2 separate regions of the Callithrix jacchus genome follow, and region 1 is linked to region 2. A link is a contact called in public Hi-C data. All regions are on one chromosome and are shown on one strand. Each heading gives the region's core, a stretch centred on a gene start, on an enhancer-like site or on the middle of the called end of the contact. The rest is flanking DNA. Distances are from core to core; before and after follow the strand shown.

Evidence for each region. A called contact is a pair of places that touch in the nucleus more often than the background predicts.
Region 1: a Hi-C map of skeletal muscle shows a contact between it and region 2, with 7 times the contacts expected there. The contact joins two enhancer-like sites. A contact is called at or near these places in 3 of 3 Hi-C or Micro-C datasets (induced pluripotent stem cells and skeletal muscle).

The regions. Positions count from the first base shown.
Region 1 is chr10:21,717,125-21,722,463 of calJac240_pri, reverse strand. BLID (BH3-like motif containing, cell death inducer) reads left to right here. Exons shown (of 4, transcript XM_054241646.2): 4 at 32-5,339. All of the region lies in intron 5 of LOC108593745 (a long non-coding RNA gene), which reads left to right. Among named protein-coding and RNA genes, the nearest start is that of BLID, 21 kb to the left of the region's middle. Within about 2 kb of position 1,268, at least 10 of the 16 cell types and tissues checked have an H3K27ac peak or open chromatin away from gene starts, as enhancers often do. A contact at or near this core is called in skeletal muscle, where this site is marked.
Region 2 is chr10:21,309,401-21,315,287 of calJac240_pri, reverse strand. No RefSeq gene overlaps it. Among named protein-coding and RNA genes, the nearest start is that of SORL1, 190 kb to the right of the region's middle. Within about 2 kb of position 2,462, at least 13 of the 16 cell types and tissues checked have an H3K27ac peak or open chromatin away from gene starts, as enhancers often do. A contact at or near this core is called in skeletal muscle, where this site is marked.

The sequences.
Region 1 (5,339 bases), core at 19-2,518, 410 kb before region 2:
CCCCTCCCTTTCCTTTCATTTTTGGAGGCAGCACGGAAAAGCCCCACTTCCAGTCTGATGAGGAAAGCGACCATCTATCAGATACAGAACCAGGGGCTGTCTGCGAAGATGGAGGGGAATTATGCTTCGGATTCCTCTGAAATATTGGCTAAAGGCTTCAAAGAATCCGCAGCGGGAGGTGCGGGGGGAATGTCTCTCCCCAGCCCGCACCCAGCCCTTCCCACTTCGCGTCTACCAAATGACAGCCTGGTGCTCGCTCTTGGTGATTTGGCCTTGACTTCAGCCAAGCAGCTGATGCAGACGAAGCCTCCGTTTGCAGGACTGGCAAAGTGCACGCTAAAGAAAGAAGGAAGAAATTTTTCAAAAAAGCAGCTCTGGGGTGATTTCTTACTCCCCCCCGACCCTTTAAAAAAAAAATTTAAGTGAATATTTTCCAAATTTGATCAGTTCCAGCCCCTCCCTCCACTCCCACCCAACTGCCCTTTTTTCTCTCGTCAAAGCATAAGCTACAGAGTTACAGTCTCGAGATTTGGTGTATCGCTTCCTGCCCCCGCCTCCCCTCCCCGCCCCCGTTCTCCGTCCTCTATTGAAACACCTCGCCCAGCCTAGCGCACTGAGAGCTCACATTTCCCCCCCTTGCTCGGGATGGTGCCACGGGAGGCTGTGCGGGCCCCGCGCCGCTTCGAATGGGTGAGTTGAGAACGCTATTCGTATTCACACTTCCATAGCCTCTGAAGCCTACTTCTCGGTCTTCTCCTTCTGAAAACCCGATTTCTATGATTTTTTGCATGCGGCATGCTTGCCCTAGGGGAAAGAGATGCCTCCTATTTCCTCTTCAGTCATTTGTGCTAGTTGTAAATTAAAGCTTTGAAGAGACGTTAAGTCCTTATCGTAGACTGTGGTTTTAAAAACTTGGGCATTTCTGGGTCTATTCATATTATTTTCCATTTTAGTCAACTATGTTGCCCAAAGCTTGAAAGAGTTTTTCTCTGATATACTCGTGATTGTATCTGTGTGTGCGTGATTGTATATGCGATCCCAGACACTGCGTATGCGTGTGTGTATTATGCTTAAATGGACTCTCAATTTTGCGAAGGAAGGGAGCTTACACAGGAAATACCATACCACCTGTTTGTTGCATTTTAGTAATGAACCTCGAACAGAAATTGCCTGTCATTCTCGTTTTGCTTTGTTTTGTCTCAAGAAAGAAAAAAATTGTTGCGCTCCTCTCAGTCCCTGAGACCCTAACTTGTGATGTTTACCGTTTAAATCCACGGGTTAGGCTCTTGGGAGCTGCGAGTCGTGCTTTTGCATCCCGGAAATTTGGTGGAACTTTATTCTTTAAAGCAAAAACAAAAGAAAAGAAAGTTTGTCTGAAGTGATTGAGTATACCTCTGAGGTTTTCATTGTTAGATGGGATCAGGTGACCAGAGAGTGGCAGCTCCTGGATTTCTGTTAAAGTAGGTATATATTCTGCTTTAATAGCGGGTTGGCTGCTATGTATATGTATGTATGTTACTGATGCCTGAGGCTTGTGGAACTCATCTGCATGGTCTATTCCTTGAGAGCAACACGCAGTAGTATACGAGCGTAACAAGAACAGCTCAGTACCTGGTGCTTGACCTCAGAACATCTCAGCTGAAGTCCCAGCATGCCCCATGCCTCCAACTTTCAAACTCCACAGTTAATCTTAAAATTGTGCTCAATTAAAATGGGCATGTGAATATATTATATATTCCGTGTCCACACACGTGTATCATGGATGGCTAGACAGTGAACACATAGATGCAGATAAAGGCAAACTAACAGTTTGGACTAAAATATTAATAGGTTAAAATTCTATTCTTGCTATTCCACACAAAGGATGGAATTTATGGCATTAATAACAATTAGGTTTGTATGACTTCGCAAGATATTTTAGAAATAAAAGGGGATACTGCCTCCTTGCTCGGCATCTTTTACAAAATATACTTTATGGATGCAAAAGTGATGCAGATGGGAAATCAATCTTCTAAATATGTAAAATGAAAGCAACAACAACAGCAAACACAATTATCCTATTCTTGGGGAGTAACAAATACTGTTTTTCATTTTAAAACTAAGAAAATTTTATCAGTACTTAAATTCAATCCAGAAAAGGTTTTATAACAACCAAACCATACATGTAAAAATATCCTTTCTTAAGGTAATGACAAGCATTACCTAGTTTGTAGTTTTCTTGAGCTGTAACTTTTGATAACTGAATAATTTCAGTGATTTAGGTCTGTCTTATAGTTGGTGAAGAGAAACAGTAACTTACCTTTCCTTTGTTGTGAAAAATTCTGGTATAAATTTTTATTTAAACCATTTTCATATTCTTGAGCCAACATTTCTCTTCTATGTTTGAAAAATACCTAAATCAACCCCAATCCAAATGCTTTCTTCCTCTAAAGACTATATTTGTTGTAGCCTTGTTTTATACGTGTAGTTGAAGATTAGGGAAACTGTTCTTTGCCTGTTTTTTTTTTTAAGTGTTTATTGCAATTTTAAGTCCTTGATGCCAAATTGCAATCAAGAAACCATTTTGTATCAGAAAATTAAATTGAGCATATGAACTGTGCAACAATTGCACCACGTCTTTTGTTGAAACCTCTTGTGTAGTAATATTTGAATATTACTTTCCAGCCTTTGATAGTCCGAATGTGCTTCAAAGAAAATAGTTATTTGATTTTTAAGTCATTGTTAGTTTATATTCAGTGGTTTAATGACTTCCCCCATCTTAGCTGATGTGTATGCATAGGTATTTGGAAATTACAGTAAGGCATCTATTTAACTTACGGATCCATATTAACACATTATTCGTATCAAATATTTGAAAAACATTTGGTGCTTTTTGAAGTTAAAATATATTTGCAGTTTATTCTATGAAAATGTATACATGGATCAATAAAAACATGCCAGATGTAATTCTTCTGTGATTTTCAATGATAACAGGGTAGTAATTTAATACAAGTGTTTTAGTTTGTATTTCAAGGCACTCTCAGGTTTGTACATGTTTTCAAGTGGATTGCTCATGTTCGGAGGTTGCTATCATACAACTGATCACCCAGGCATTTAAGAGTGCATAACGACACGAGATTTTATATTTCAGCAGGCAACTGCTTCAGTGCAAGGGCAGGTTTCTCAACACCCCTTCTTCCTCACCGAGCCCATCAGTGAAGTTCAGTGAAATGAATAACATAATTGGTGGTTGGTTCAATCACTACCAGTCTAGACTAGCCCAGACGCATCAATTAGAGGGGGCTGTCTTTTAAAGGGAGAGTGCAACCGAAACAAGCAGGGCATTATTGATACTGATCTTTAAAAGTGCAAATCCAGCTTGGCAGATAAAAAAAAAAATAAGGCGGGGAATTGGGGTGGGGGTTCGTTGCAGGAAGAAAAGAGAAAGAAGTGAACTGGAGCTTTCGGACACAGAAGGACAGGAAGCTTGAGAGAAAAGGAGAGGATAATGAGTGAAATGCAATGCAGCACCTCCTTGGAACACACAGTTACAATTCAGTTCACAGGGCACACTGGTTCACCGTATTTTTAACTAGACTCTCTCCCCACCTCCTTTTTAAAAATTCCTTTTTTACCTCTGTTTCCAAAGAAATGCCAGCTAAAAATTAAGGCAGTTGGAAATGTAACAGCTCTAGGAAGCTCTAGTGAGAATAAAGTCAAATAATATGAACCAGCCAAAAGCCCTTTTGCAACATTTTTCCCCAAAAGAAAAATACAGAAGATACTTATTTTCAAGTCTTTAATTCTACCTTAAAAAAAAAATTGTGTACTAATGAACAGTATTCATTTTAAATCTAGCACCTGGGAATTAATATTATAGGCAAAACACCTTTAGGTAAAGAGCTCATAATTTTCCGTTGAATACAGTAAAATTGTAAAGAGTGTAACAAAGGCTTTGGTAATTTGGTAGAGGGGCTTTTTGATGAAAAAGGGCAGATGATTTGGAAAGTGTTAGGAACACATCAAGCCCCAGGGAAAGAAAATGTTTGATTGGTATTAATTAAAACACTGCTAATATATTCTAATAAAATCAAATTTAACATTCTACACTAATCCTCCTGGTATGTCAAAGGAAAAGAAAAGTATTATCTTATTTGCATCTCTGCAATCCAAATGCATTTGCTCATTCAGCAGAATTAATTTTTATCAGCAGCCTGTTTAATCTCCTCACAGATTTAGTCAAACTTATTCTTTCAAACTAAAAAGCATCAGGGTGGGGAATCCATGGAAGGTATTGGAAGGCTAGTGACTGTATTTAGTGCTGGCTTTATATTTTACGATGTTCTTTCTCTTCATTCGCTATAATGGGGTGTGGAGGGAACCGGTGAGACCGCAGTGAGAATGATGAATGGTTCATTTTTCCTCTTTCTCTCCTTCTACCTGCCGGGCTATTTAAGAATTTCAGTTGCCAAATTATACGAATGGCATTTATTTACATGACTGGTGTTAGTCTGTTGATTAATATCTAATGTTTTTCTAATTTCAGACTTTATTTTATTGAAAATTCCTAATGAAAAAGGCTCTTAAGCCAGAAACCAATTACCTTTTCTCAGTTTTTCCAACTGTAGATCTAAGAGAAAGTGGGGAAGTGAATGTAACAATTTTATTCACTAAAAACTGACTTCTTTGTTCCATTTTCAAGTCAAAATTTCTCCAGAAAAATGTCATATTTTTATGAAACAGCAAGTTTTATGTTCTTATTGTTAAACTCTCACAACTGATAAAATTATCCCGAAATGGCATCATAACCAAAATGCTTCTCCTCTCATTAGTCTACCATGACTATGATATCTTATGTAAATATGTGACTAACGAAAAAAAAATGAATGGGCCATAAATACTGAGGACCATATTTGTGTGTTTCCAAAGTGAGGGGTTCTGCGTACTATCAAGGAGATATAAACTACTGGCTACGCTGCTGATGATGCTGCCTTTTTGCTCCATCGCCTTTTCAAGTCTTCAACGTAAAAGAGCAATCGCAGTTCGGTTTCACATGTATTGTTCTATAATCCAGGCAATAAATGCTAATTAGTAATGCTCAAGGATCCGACCATTCAGAGTAATTATCATAATTTACTTCTTCCTTGTTAAAGACATTCCTTGCTGATTAGAAAAAAAATTAAATCGTCGTTTTACCATTGCACTGCGGTGGAAATGCGCTAGAGAGATGTTCAAGGTATAGTAACACTTGCGGTTGCATTGCAAGTCACCGGCCGGTGCCTCTTAGCTTATTCCAAATGGAATCGCAACTTAATTTCTAAGAAGAAATTCATGTAAATGCATAAAGTTTGGCGTGTAGA
Region 2 (5,887 bases), core at 1,213-3,712:
TAGAATATTATGCAGCCATAAAAAACGATGAGTTTGTGTCCTTCATAGGGACATGGATGAATCTAGAAACCATCATTATCAGCAAACTGACACAAGAACAGAAATAAACACCACATGTTCTCACTCATAGGTGGGTGTTGAAAGATGAGAACATGTGGACACAGGGAGGGGAGCATCACACACTGCAGTCAGTTGGGGAGGACCAGGGGAGGAACAGCAAGGGGGTGGGGAGGGTGGGGAGAGATAACATGGGGAGAAATACCAGATATAGGTGATGGGGGGTGGAAGGCAGCAAACCACATTGCCATGTATGTACCTATGCAACAATCCCGCATGACGCACATGTACCCCAGAACCTAAAGTACAATTAAAAAAAAAAAAGAAATGCAGTGTTTTGTTTGTTTGTTTCCTTCTAGCTGTATATAACCACCTGGGAAGGAGGTGACCCCATCTCCAACCCCTTTTCATTGTGATTTCAGCAGCTCTGGTGGCAGGGTCCAGGCAATTCTTAAGTAGGCAGGACTGAGAATTTCTGGATTAGAGCACGTCCAAAAGCTGATTGTCAGAAGGGAGCAAAGTAAGTGAAGCAATGAAAAGGAATTCCTCAGCCATTTCAGACACACAGGCCTTGAACCACTGTACTCACCTGTCTGCCTAACTTGCCTATTTCCCCCCAGGGCCAAGCCCCCTTTAGGATCAGGGTGAGGCTCCCATCAAGACAATCAGCACTTTCCCAACCAACTGCAGGGACACATGTAGTTTTCTGACTGAAAGGAGGAGAGCAGGAAGTCTGGGTCCCTACACACTATGGAGGCACTGGGCCAGATATGTGGCGGTCCCACCATTTTTCCTATGCCTCCCCCACACAGTGGGGCGGCCCCTGCAGCAGGGAAGGGACGAGCGAGGCCCCAACCACATCTAACAAGATGGCCGCGTTGTCTGCCTGCCTGGCTGATGCCAGCGCCAGCCGCTAGCTCCCGACATGCGGGACTTGAAGCATCTGCCAGACTGATGCTGGCTTTTGATCAGTACCATGTTGAGCCAGAGACCTGCAGGGAAACGGCCAGGCTCCCTGCAGTCGACTAGCAGGAATCTTTCTTGCAAACTTGAGAGAGGTGCTTGAAGAATTTGAGCACAGATTTAAAAGTGAGGTGCAGGCAGGGGGAAGGGGAATGGAGGACCGCTTGACAGAGGCTGTCTTTTCAAGGCCAGGTTATTCTGTCTCCGCTAAGGGAGAAGACAGACACCCTTTTCTGGCTGGTGGTTGGAGCAGGATTTCTGGGCTCCCTTAGAACATTTTGCTGCTCTGCCCTGGGGGTCAGAGGGAGTCATTTAGCTTCAGCTCACGAATCTGTAAAACCCTGAAACCACCAGGATGGGTCCCTAGTCTCCCTCGTGTCCGGCTCCAGGGTGTGGCAGTAAAACCGCAGCAGGGCCGTTTACAAGACACTTGATTCCAGCCAGTCCACTCGCCAGAAGGCCTGCAGGGCTCCTGTCTTCTAATGGGTCCTCTGGGGCCTGGACTGCTGTCCTTAGGAAACCCAGTCTACATCCTTGGCCCCTAAAAACTGTGTGCTAAGACGGGTAGCCCCCTCCTCTTCTGCCCCCTTCCTGGGACACCAGGCCAAGTGGCAAGCAGAGGTCCAGCCCAAGAAGCACTGTGTTTTGTGTCTGACAATAGCGGCCTACGTGACTTGAAGGACTCTGCTCTTAGTATACCAAATGCACACCAGTTTTGCTTATTTGCTCTAACCTTCAAAGAACCCAGAGGTCCCTTCCTAGTTCAACAAATAAATCCAGTTCCACTCTAGCGGGCCTCCTGGACAAAGTTCCATTGTTACGCCTTCCCTAAATGTCCACGGCTCGCTCCCTCTCGGGCACACTAGCCCCACGCCTGTTCACCCTTCTTTCGTTTTGGGATAAATCAGCCTCCTTTTTTGTTTTGTTTTGTTTTGCTTTAATTCTTTCAAAGGGTAAGGAACGTTGACACCCCCTGAAACATGCCTCTGATGTCTGGTTAGACTTCAGACGGCTGTATTTGAACGTGCGCTGACGCAATCGGGCAGATTGGGTTAAACCAAATATTACAATTGCAAGAACTCATCTGGAACTAATAATTTTGAGGCCACCGAAAGTAAAAGGGCCCTGCTTTGGGGCTGGCCAGCGGCGGAGGCCAGCTCGGGCCAATGCTGCCACCTGCCGAGGGCGCCGGGAACAGGGCGCGCCGCCCCGGCCTTCCTGTTTTGTTCTGGCCCCGCTCACCGGCTCCCACGCAGACAGGTTCGCCAGCCAGCCAGACCAGGGCTATTTTAAAAGGCTAGCGCCTCTTCCCAGTCCGTGGTGTAAAGATAGCTGGTCTGGCTGTCCCGTGTCTTCGCTGGAAAGCAAGACAACTTCCCAATTATAGAGCCGGGGCTGGCTGCAAAGGCAGTTGCAGTTGGAGCGCGATTAAACATGTGCCCCGTGGATTACACAGATCATGTGTCAGTGGCTCGCCTAGGAGGAAGGCTCGTTTAAGTTTAAGATTTTTATTTTGCGGGGGATGAAGGGGACGTACAACTCCGGGTTATGTCGGCGCATTGCTGAACTGCGAGTCACATGCCAGATCCAGAAATGATGAAAACATCTGTTTTTGCTTTAGACCAGCGAGGCTCTGGCGGTGGGGAGGGGCGCGGGAGGGACGGGAATGGCTTTGCTCACCAGCACCATCTGCTGAGCCTGCTGTGGAAACGCGTGCGTCCCCAGCACAATGCAGGTTGCCGCTCGCCCCGGGAAGGGGGAGATCAACAGGTGGGGGTCTCAGCCCGCGCGATCACTCTCCATGGAGAACAGCCCCGATTGTGCCCTGGGGACTGTGCAATTCCGTATTGTCTCGGAGTGTTCACAACAAAGAGCTTTGTCCCTGGGGACAGTCCGAGGGCAGAGGAGGAGGAGAGAGAAGCAGCAAATGAATTCCCAGGTTGGGAAGGCAGGAGGTAAAGGGGGAGGGGAGTAGCTCCTTGGTGGTTTGCAGACAGTAAAATTTTGCTGTTCTTTCTGGCTGAAGTCTACCAGAACAAAGGAACCACGTCTCTAGGAAAACTCCCAGCTGCACTTCCCCCCACCGTCCCTCTTGCCTGCGATGGTAGCTTTTGCTCAGCATGTCTGAGAATGTTCCAGTATTCACCGAGACCATTCTGGTCAGGCAGGGTTTGACCAGCCCTTCAACACGCAGTCCTCTCAGCCTCAGACCCCAGCGCTGGGATGGTTCTGAATCCGAGCCATACTGACAGCCTAGCCAACTGCATTCTTTCGATGCACAGCAAATATTTACTGCCTGCCTGCTAGGTGCCCGGAACTCACTCAGCACAACTATTTGTCATACGGTTTAAAAAACAATACAAATATGTCAGAGGAAATGTATGCTTAGTGTCAAGTGCGTGTTTGAGACAATGACATCTCTGAGTTCAGAGGAAAAGTGAGGATTGCAGACTTCCAATCTACCTTTCCTCGGTATTGGGGCAATTCTGAGAAGCTGGATTTCTCCAGTTATGGGCTGTGTAGTCAAATCCCCTGAGTAACCGATTTTAATCAACCTGCTTCAGCTCTGACCTCCAGCCCTCTGGCGTTAAGGATAAATCCTCTACCGTTCCCATCCAAACGGCATCCATTACTCACAATCAGAATTGGGTGGGGACCTAGACTCCACTCCCAGGCATCTCCTCTGGGCCAGGTACAAAATTCTGAGATGCAACCAGATGAACAGTGCTTCCCAACAGCACACAGAGAGGTTAATCCAAGGGAGAAAAATTTGGGTCAAATGAAAAGATCAAGGCTTGCAGACCTCATTAAGCACACTGCCTCCCTTTACACGCAGCTGTGGGACACACCCTCAGCTCTCTGCTGCCCACATCTGAAGTTCCCAGAAGAGCAAATGCTGCTGATCCCCATGGAAGTTAGTCTCTTCTGTAGGCTCATTTTTGCCCACTTACCTATAAACTCCCAAGTTCAAAAAGGAAAGGGATGCCCTCCCTTGGAGCCCAATCTGTCCCTTTTTCCATTTCACCACTAAATAAGTATAGAAAGAGCTGCTGTTTGAGTGGGTCTGGGAACTTAACACTGTCTACAGGATGAGTCCAAAAAAACCTCCTTCCTATTTTACAGCTGGACAAAAAATAAGAACTAGCCTGATTCTCACAGATCTTGCCACCAGCTATATCCCCAGTGGCCACATTCGTTTCCATAGGACTCACATTCTTAAATTATTAGGGCGCAAACGAATCCTCAAAGCCATCTACAAGCCGGCCGGTCACCTGCAGCTGCTCTGCTCTGGTGTTGAAAGATTACTACTTCAGGGGAACAATGCAAATCAATACAATCAACATCACTTTCTGTTTCAGGCTCAGAAGATTAGAACATGAGACATCATTTTAATCTGGTTTTGTATTGGTCTGATGTGGAGAATTTCTGATGAATTTTCTTTGTTAGATAAACTGAGGAAACCTGGTCACTGACCCATGTTTCTTTTCTGGACTGTTCTTGACAGCTTTCCTCCGTTCTATCTGGGTTTGCAACAGGTCCGTGTTTGAATCTACTGAGGGCTGAAATTTTTCGTGCTGCATTGACAACTCTGAGGCCAGAATTTAGGGTGTTTTGTCAACATTCAGCAAAATAAAATCTCTGAACTAGGCTCCAGCAAGAGGGTAGGAAAACTGCAGATGAAAAAAAATATGTGGCATGAAAGTAAACATTCGTGATTTTTGTGTTTTACCAGGCCTAGGATGCCAACCTCCAAAACTATTTTTCCAAGCCTATGTAAGACTCTCTTTTTCCTCATTATAAAAATGATTTCTGTTGCTCCACTTCACTCCATACATCTTGGCGTGATTCTCTTCACACAGAGAAATAACCTTTGTTCAAAGCTGTGCTCTCCTAAGCCGTGCTGAATTCTGCAAGATCACTCTCCACATCCAAGATTAGCACCTCCTTTCCAGCTCCAAATAGACTATAATCCAAAAGCTGCTCTTTTAAATAGAGGTTCCTTTTATGCTTAAATTCCTAAATAAAAGAAACACCAATGCTACTGCTAGTCTCCCCAGTTAAATCCGATTTGCAAGAAATGCTGCATGCTCAAAAATCTGGGTGTGAACTGAAGTCTGGGCTAAGGGGACACATTTGGGATTCTCCAGTCATTCTCTATCTGGAGGGCCCTCCAGTGGCCAAAATAATACCTGATATAAACAAAGACCACCAAAGCAAGGGTTACAACAAAGGCAGAGCATGGACGCTAGCCTGCATTTCAAATGCTGCACGTGAGCCCCACATTTGCCCCTTAGAGGTGTGTCTCATGTAAAGAAAGCCAAGACAGAATCTCAGCTCACAGAACGAAGACATTATTTGCATTACAAAAGGACCCTTCACTTGATTAAAAAGAGGCAGGTTTGAACTCCATTAAACGACAACTCCCCCTAATTTCTTTAAGATTCTATTGAATTTGCAAAAAAGAAAAAAAAACTGACATACAAATTTGTAGAATGCATGTTCGGTGTAAAACAAGGTACATTTGCACTCGTTCTTCGCTACCTGACCTACCCCACCCACATCTCCACTTCTGAAAACCTAATAAGCACTCCGACCATGAGACCTGGGGGAAAGTGCAGGTCAGAGTCGGTGGAGCTAAGATCTGAAGGCTCAGGGCAAGTTCAGGGTGCTCGGAGCCCAGAGCTGCCCTTCTGGAGGACTGGGAGGAAAGCAGCCACTTGCTCCAATACAGTTTGCTCTGGACTTGAAGGATGCTGTTGGTTTTCCAGAAGGAAAGTTCTAGCTTAGCCGCATATTGTCATCTCACGACACCCAGGCAGGCCTCACTTTCCACGGGTGTAAAATGAATGGGTGGACTGCACAAGCC